2 separate regions of the Sus scrofa genome follow, and region 2 is linked to region 1. The links are chromatin contacts, called in public Hi-C maps. All regions are on one chromosome and are shown on one strand. The core of a region is the stretch at or near the end of the contact, and the rest is flanking DNA. Distances in the headings are between cores, read along the strand shown. Region 1 holds the start of GDF11 (growth differentiation factor 11). Region 2 has its middle 7.5 kb from the start of MMP19.

Region 1 (3,115 bases), core at 359-2,858:
AAGAAAGAAAGAAAGAAAGAAAGGAGGAAATCAGCCCAGAGAAACTGAAATCTGGGAAGAGGTATCCAAAACCAGAAGTTAAGCACTTCAGGAGCGTTTTAGTGCTGTGGCCCCCTTCTGCTCGGCTGTACCCAGTGTTACATCTGAAGGCTAGAGCTAGCGCACATCTGGGTTTCTCCCCTTGCAATTTGCTATTTCCAACTAAAGCGTCTGAAGGCAGCCCTCTGTCTCATCCTCACCCCTACAACTACAAGCCCCTTCTCAGTCTTCTAAGACCCTGCGAATCCAAAGTACAGCTATGAATCCAGAGGTCCAGATTCCTCTGCAAGCACAATGGTCTCCAGCAGCCCTACTTCCTCCGGCTGTTTCCCCAGTGCTCCCAGATTCGTGCCTTTTCCAGCCTTCTGACTCCCTTATTCCCTTTCAAGCCTCAATTTCAAGTTCACACTCTTCCCAGTGCTGAGTCTTGCTCTTGGGCTCCCCACCACCTCTCCACCTTCTCAGACTGACCCCTGGCCTCTTCTCCTTGTCTCTCTTGCTAGCCCACGTGTCCAATCCATCCATCTCATGCTTCCCGATGCCCCTGCTGAGCCTGATGCTGCCCCTCCATCTTCCAGACCCCTTCATCTTCCTTGGGCTGCTTCTGGTAGCTGGGGCTCCTTTGGGCTCAAATTCTCCACCTCCTCCCCCTCTTGGGTTCTCACTGTTCCCACCAAGGCTGACTCTCATCACTGAGCTGCCTCTCCTTCCTTCAGGAGTCTCCATCTGCCTATGTCGGCCTGAACCTGATCCTGGGTCTGCCCCTGGGGCTCCCTTGGTACCTCCCAGGCTCTGTTGGAACATTTCTCTCCTCTCTCATCCCCCGGGTTCTGGGCTCAGTTCTTCAGCCCCTCTTCCCAACTCCATGTACCCCTGACCTCCTGTGGTCTGGATCTGCAGACCTCTAGCTCTCCAGCTGTCTAGCTATCACTCTCTCCTCCCTCTGCTCTCCGACTCCCCTCTCTCCTTCACTAGTGATGCCATCACTTTCCTCCTCTATCTCTGTCTCTCTGCTTAAGTCTCTTCTGTCTGTGTCTCCCCCCCAACTCTTATCCTCCCCTTTGTTTCTCTCTCTCTCCTCTTCCTCCCCCTCTTTCTATTTCTGCGCCTCTCCTCTGTGTCTTCCCCCTTTATCTCTGTCTCCGATTCTGACTTTCTCCATCTCTCCCTTCCTCTTCCCCACCCCTATATCTCTGTCTCTCCATCTCTCTGGGCCCTTGCTCCCTCCCTCTCTCTCTTTTCCTCGGCTCTCTCCGGCTCCCTCTCTCGCCTCGGATGACAGCGCTGCCTCTTTTGTTGGCTCCGCAGCCAATCGCGGCCGCTGACGACACGGGGGCCGGGGCTATAAAGGGCCTGGCCCGGGCTCGGGCCCCCCCAGCCGCCCGCCCCGGCCGCCCGCCCGCCCCGCCCGCGCGCCCGCCGCCCCCGGCCCCCCGGCCCCCCTCGGCCGGGCAGCCCCCAATCCCGCGCCGCCCGGACCCCCTCCTCCTCCCTCCCTCCTCCCTCCGCCCCCTCCCCTCGGGACTCCGGCGTCCCCGCCCCCCAGTCCTCCCTCCCCTCCCCTCCAGCATGGTGCTCGCGGCCCCGCTGCTGCTGGGCTTCCTGCTCCTCGCCCTGGAGCTGCGGCCCCGGGGGGAGGCGGCCGAGGGCCCCGCGGCGGCGGCGGCGGCGGCGGCGGCGGCGGGGGCCGGGGGGGAGCGCTCGAGCCGGCCGGCCGCGTCCGTGGCGCCCGAGCCCGACGGCTGCCCCGTGTGCTTGTGGCGGCAGCATAGCCGTGAGCTGCGCCTGGAGAGCATCAAGTCGCAGATCTTGAGCAAACTGCGGCTCAAGGAGGCGCCCAACATCAGCCGCGAGGTGGTGAAGCAGCTGCTTCCCAAGGCGCCTCCGCTGCAGCAGATCCTGGACCTGCACGACTTCCAGGGCGACGCGCTGCAGCCCGAGGACTTCCTGGAGGAGGACGAGTACCACGCCACCACCGAGACTGTCATTAGCATGGCCCAGGAGAGTAAGTGGACCGCGGGGCAAGAGCGGTGGGGTGCTGGCTCCCGCTCCCGCTCCGGGAAAGTGAGCGCCTGCCGCTCGAAGCGGGGCGTTCCGGGTTACTCCGGCCGGAAAGCCTTTTCTGAGAAAACTTGACGGATTGGGGGCCGGGGGGCTGTTCCACAAGTTTTTCGAGCTGTAGAGATGGGCTGCGGAGTTCTGTGCACTTTTGGTCCCCGGAGGTGAGGGGGCAAAAGGAAAGCGTTGCGAGATAGCACCTCCGAGCCGGGATGTGCGAAAAAGATCCCGGCTTGGGGGGATACTGGGAAAGCCGGGGTCCGCCTGTAGGGGAAGGGGCAGAAACTCGATGCCGAAAGGCCGTGGTAGAGAGGCTGAAAAATAGAATCGGAGGCTTCGGGACCCAGGCAGTCCCAGCCAGGCTGCGGTGCTCTCCGCCTCCCAGTGGCACCAACTCTCCACCTCTACCACCTTGGGCTTTGCAACGCGCCCCCCGGGCTGCGAAGAACCGAGAGCTCCTCTCCTAATCCTAGGAAAGAGATACCAGAGCCCTGTATCTCTCCCGGCAGCCCTGGCACCCATTCCACCTGGGACCCTTCGGTCTCTCAAGGGGCGGGTGAAAGCTGTGCCTTCTCGGTACTGACCGAGCTCAGAGAACTCAACTTCATTGCACTGGGGCTAAGGGCACCCGTTGGGCAGCTCAGACCTCTATGTTGGTTGTATTCCATATTCACTTGCCCCAACCCTCAATGAGACTTGAGGAGAGGGAGAAAGACCTAGCAAGAAAAAGAAAGAAATAGATGGGAGGGAGGGGGGAACCCAGGAGTCCTAGCCCCTGGCCAAACGGAAGATGAACATGTTAATAGACTTGAGCTGCTTTGAAATTTTATGGCCTGGAAAATCCAGGCCAACACTGCCCCCCCCCAACTCCTAGCTCTCCCTAAGATCAGATGACTCCCTTTTCCCCTCCCCCACTGAAGTCTTCCCCCCACCACCTCCAACAACCAGGGAACCAGGCCCTCTCTTATTCCCCAGTGGTTTGGCAAAGCCAAACCCCCCCACCCCAACTGTTTGGTTT
Region 2 (2,947 bases), core at 34-2,533, 100 kb after region 1:
GACCCCTAGCCTGGGAACCTCCATATGCCGTGATGTGGCCCTAGAAAAGATTAAAAAAAGAAAAAAAAAAAAGAGAGAGAGAGATAACATCTAGCCTCTGGATGAAGGAGAGGAGTAGAGGAATAAGGAGTTTAACTGTTCTTTTAGCATCTGGGATGATAGGGAAATGATGGTAACAAAAGGATTTTTGCGCCTTTCTGGGAACGACAACATTTCCCCCCTTTTTTTTCTTTCTTTCCTTTTTTTAAAAAAACTCAGTGAATCTTCTTATATTTATAGTTGCGCAACCATCATCACAATCCAGTTTTACATTTCCAGAGTTCCCTGGTTGCTCAGTGGGTAAAGGATCTGGCATTGTCACTGCAGCGGCTCGTGTTGCTGCTGTGGCGTGAGTTCAGTCCCTGGCCCAGGAACTTCCACATGCTGCAGGTGTGGCCAAACAAAGAAAAACACAAAACAAAACAAAAAACCCCCACATTTCCATCCCCAAATCCTTTTACTTAATAAAAACCAAACTGATCAGAGTTCCCTTGTGATGCAGCAGGTTAAGCATCTGGTGTTGTTACTGAAGGGGCTCAGGTCCCTGCTGGGGTGCCGTTTCCATCCCTGGACTGGAAACTTCCACGAGCCACAGGCCTGGTGGGGGAAAAAAAAAACAACCAAAAACCCAAACTGAGCTTTATTGCTTTTCTCAAGCAAATTGGGATGTGAGGGAGAACTTTGGCCTCCTGTCTAAATTCTATGACCCCAGGAAACAGATCTACCCTAATGTTTGGGGACTAGCATAGCCTGGAAAATCTATGTTTGGCTCACTTTAGTGTTGGCAAAAGTGTTTGTTAGGGGCTTGGCAAGGGACAGAGTTTGGCACTGACTTCCCCTTTTGAAGAGGGTAGAAACCAGATGGGGGAGGGGAACCTTGGGAAAGACCCAAATTTCACTGTTTTCTGTCAAGCCAGCTACTGTGGAGAAGGCTGTTGGGGTGAGAAGGCTGCCCTTGATGGGGGAAGCATCTAGGGAGAGGGTTCTCTGCATCCCCTCCTTTGCCTCTCACTGGCTTAAGAAGGATAGTGGGTGTTCCCCAGTGTAGTTCTGTTTTTGTTTTTTAGGGACTTCATTAATTACATAATGGAGGAAGCATCGACACTGGACAAGCATATCCTGCACAGAGTGAGGGAAAAAGAGCTAAAGGATTTTAAAGTGACAGAGGGGCACGATTCCAGTTTGAGTTGGAGCTGCAGGCAGTTTTGGCATAATGAGCACTGCCTCTTAGCTGTGAAAGAAATTTCTGAAAAGGGAAATAGGAAACAAGAGCTGAGAATGACCATGGAGACAGAGTCTCCTTGCCTGCCCGCTTGCATCTCTCACAAGCGTTCTATCCTAATAAATATATTTCTTGCAAAAAAATAAAAATAAAAAAGAGAGAGAAAGACCACCGATCCTAAGGAAGACAGTATTCTCAGAATTTTTATCCAGAAGCCATTCTTAAGTTTGTGTGCTTGCCTGTTGCCCATTTTTGTAAGACCCCTTAGTGTGTGTGTGTGTGTAATTACAGGAGTGACGATTCCATATTGTAAAAAAACTGAGATGGTACATAATTATCTGCCTATTTTCAAAAAGGAAGCCAGGAGTTCCCTGGTGGCTCAGCAGGTTAAGGATCCAGCGCTGTCACGGCTGTGGCACATGTTCGACCCCTAGCTTGGGAACTTCCATATGCAGCAGGTGCGGCCAAAACAAACAAAAAAGAAGCCAGATATTGATGTGGTGAAAGCACACTGGGAGAAAAGATTAAAGAGCTCTTTCAAAACCAAAAGCTGGAACAGGTAGAAAAATATCCACAAAGCAAGGCTGGCCACTAACCAGAGTAGCCATAGTGATCAATAAGATCAGAAAGAATTTTTTTTTTTTGTCTTTTTGCCTTTTTTTTTTTTTTAGGGCCACTCACACGGCATATGGAGGTTCCCAGGCTAGGGGTCTAATTGGAGCTGTAGCCGCCAGCCTATGCCAGAGCCACAGCAACAAGGGATCCAAGCCGAGTCTGCAACCTACACCACAGCTCACGGCAACACTGTATCCTTAACCCACTGAGCAAGGCCAGGGATCGAACCCGCAACCTCATGGTTCCTAGTCGGATTGTTAACCACTTCGCCACGATGGGAACTCCAAGGTTAGAAAGAACTTATTGGCAAGGTCATCCCTCTGCTATGAAGCCAATGGTGGTGGCCAGTGGCAAAAAGAGAGTAAGAGAGAAGAAAGAGAAAAGGGCAAGGGTAACAAGGTTGGGAAGCTGACAAGCATGTGAAACCAAACTCGGTTTTTTTATTTTTTTTAATTTTTTTTTATTTTTTTATTTTTCCTAGGTCTGCACCTGTGGCACATGGAGGTTCCCATCCTAGGGGTCAAATTGGAGTTACAGCTGCCAGCCTACGCCACAGCCAATGCAACATCAGATCCCAGCCTCGTCTGCAACCCACACCACAGTTCACGGCAACACCGGAACCTTAACCCACTGAGTGAGGCCAGGGATTGAACCTGAAACCTCATGGTTCCTAATCAGATTTGTTTCTGCTGCGCCACAACAGGAACTCCCAAACTCAGTTTAGATTAAGGTCATGGGAGTTCCCATCGTGGCTCAGCAGTAACAAACCCACCTGGTATTCCTGAGGATACGGGTTTGATCCCTGGCCTCACTCAATGGGTTCAGGATCTCCCATTGCCATTAGTTGTGGTGTAAGTTGCAGACACGGCTAGGATCCGAGTTGCTGTGATATAGGCCAGCAGCTGCAGCTCCAATTCAACCCCTAGCCTGGGAACTTCCATATGCCCTGGGGTTTGGCCCTAAAAGGAGCAAAAAAAAAAAGTGTATGTGCATGTGAGCACACTCCTGGGTATATTCCACATACACGAATTTATATTAAGGTCCTGTATTGATGGCAAAGAGAAAGTTATT

What was found. A called contact is a pair of places that touch in the nucleus more often than the background predicts.
Region 2: a contact with region 1 is called in a Hi-C map of subcutaneous adipose tissue, with 1.6 times the contacts expected there. The contact joins the enhancer-like site here to the promoter of GDF11 in region 1. A contact is called at or near these places in 2 of 47 Hi-C or Micro-C datasets (embryonic fibroblasts and subcutaneous adipose tissue) and 2 of 2 datasets of contacts at active chromatin or transcription factors (alveolar macrophages and skeletal muscle).

What each region holds. Positions count from the first base shown.
Region 1 is chr5:21,189,780-21,192,894 of Sscrofa11.1, forward strand. GDF11 (growth differentiation factor 11) reads left to right here and starts at 1,609. Exons shown (of 3, transcript NM_001244310.1): 1 at 1,609-2,044. The coding sequence starts at 1,609.
Region 2 is chr5:21,292,013-21,294,959 of Sscrofa11.1, forward strand. No RefSeq gene overlaps it. Among named protein-coding and RNA genes, the nearest start is that of MMP19, 7.5 kb to the left of the region's middle. Within about 2 kb of position 1,284, at least 22 of the 83 cell types and tissues checked have an H3K27ac peak or open chromatin away from gene starts, as enhancers often do. A contact at or near this core is called in alveolar macrophages and subcutaneous adipose tissue, where this site is marked.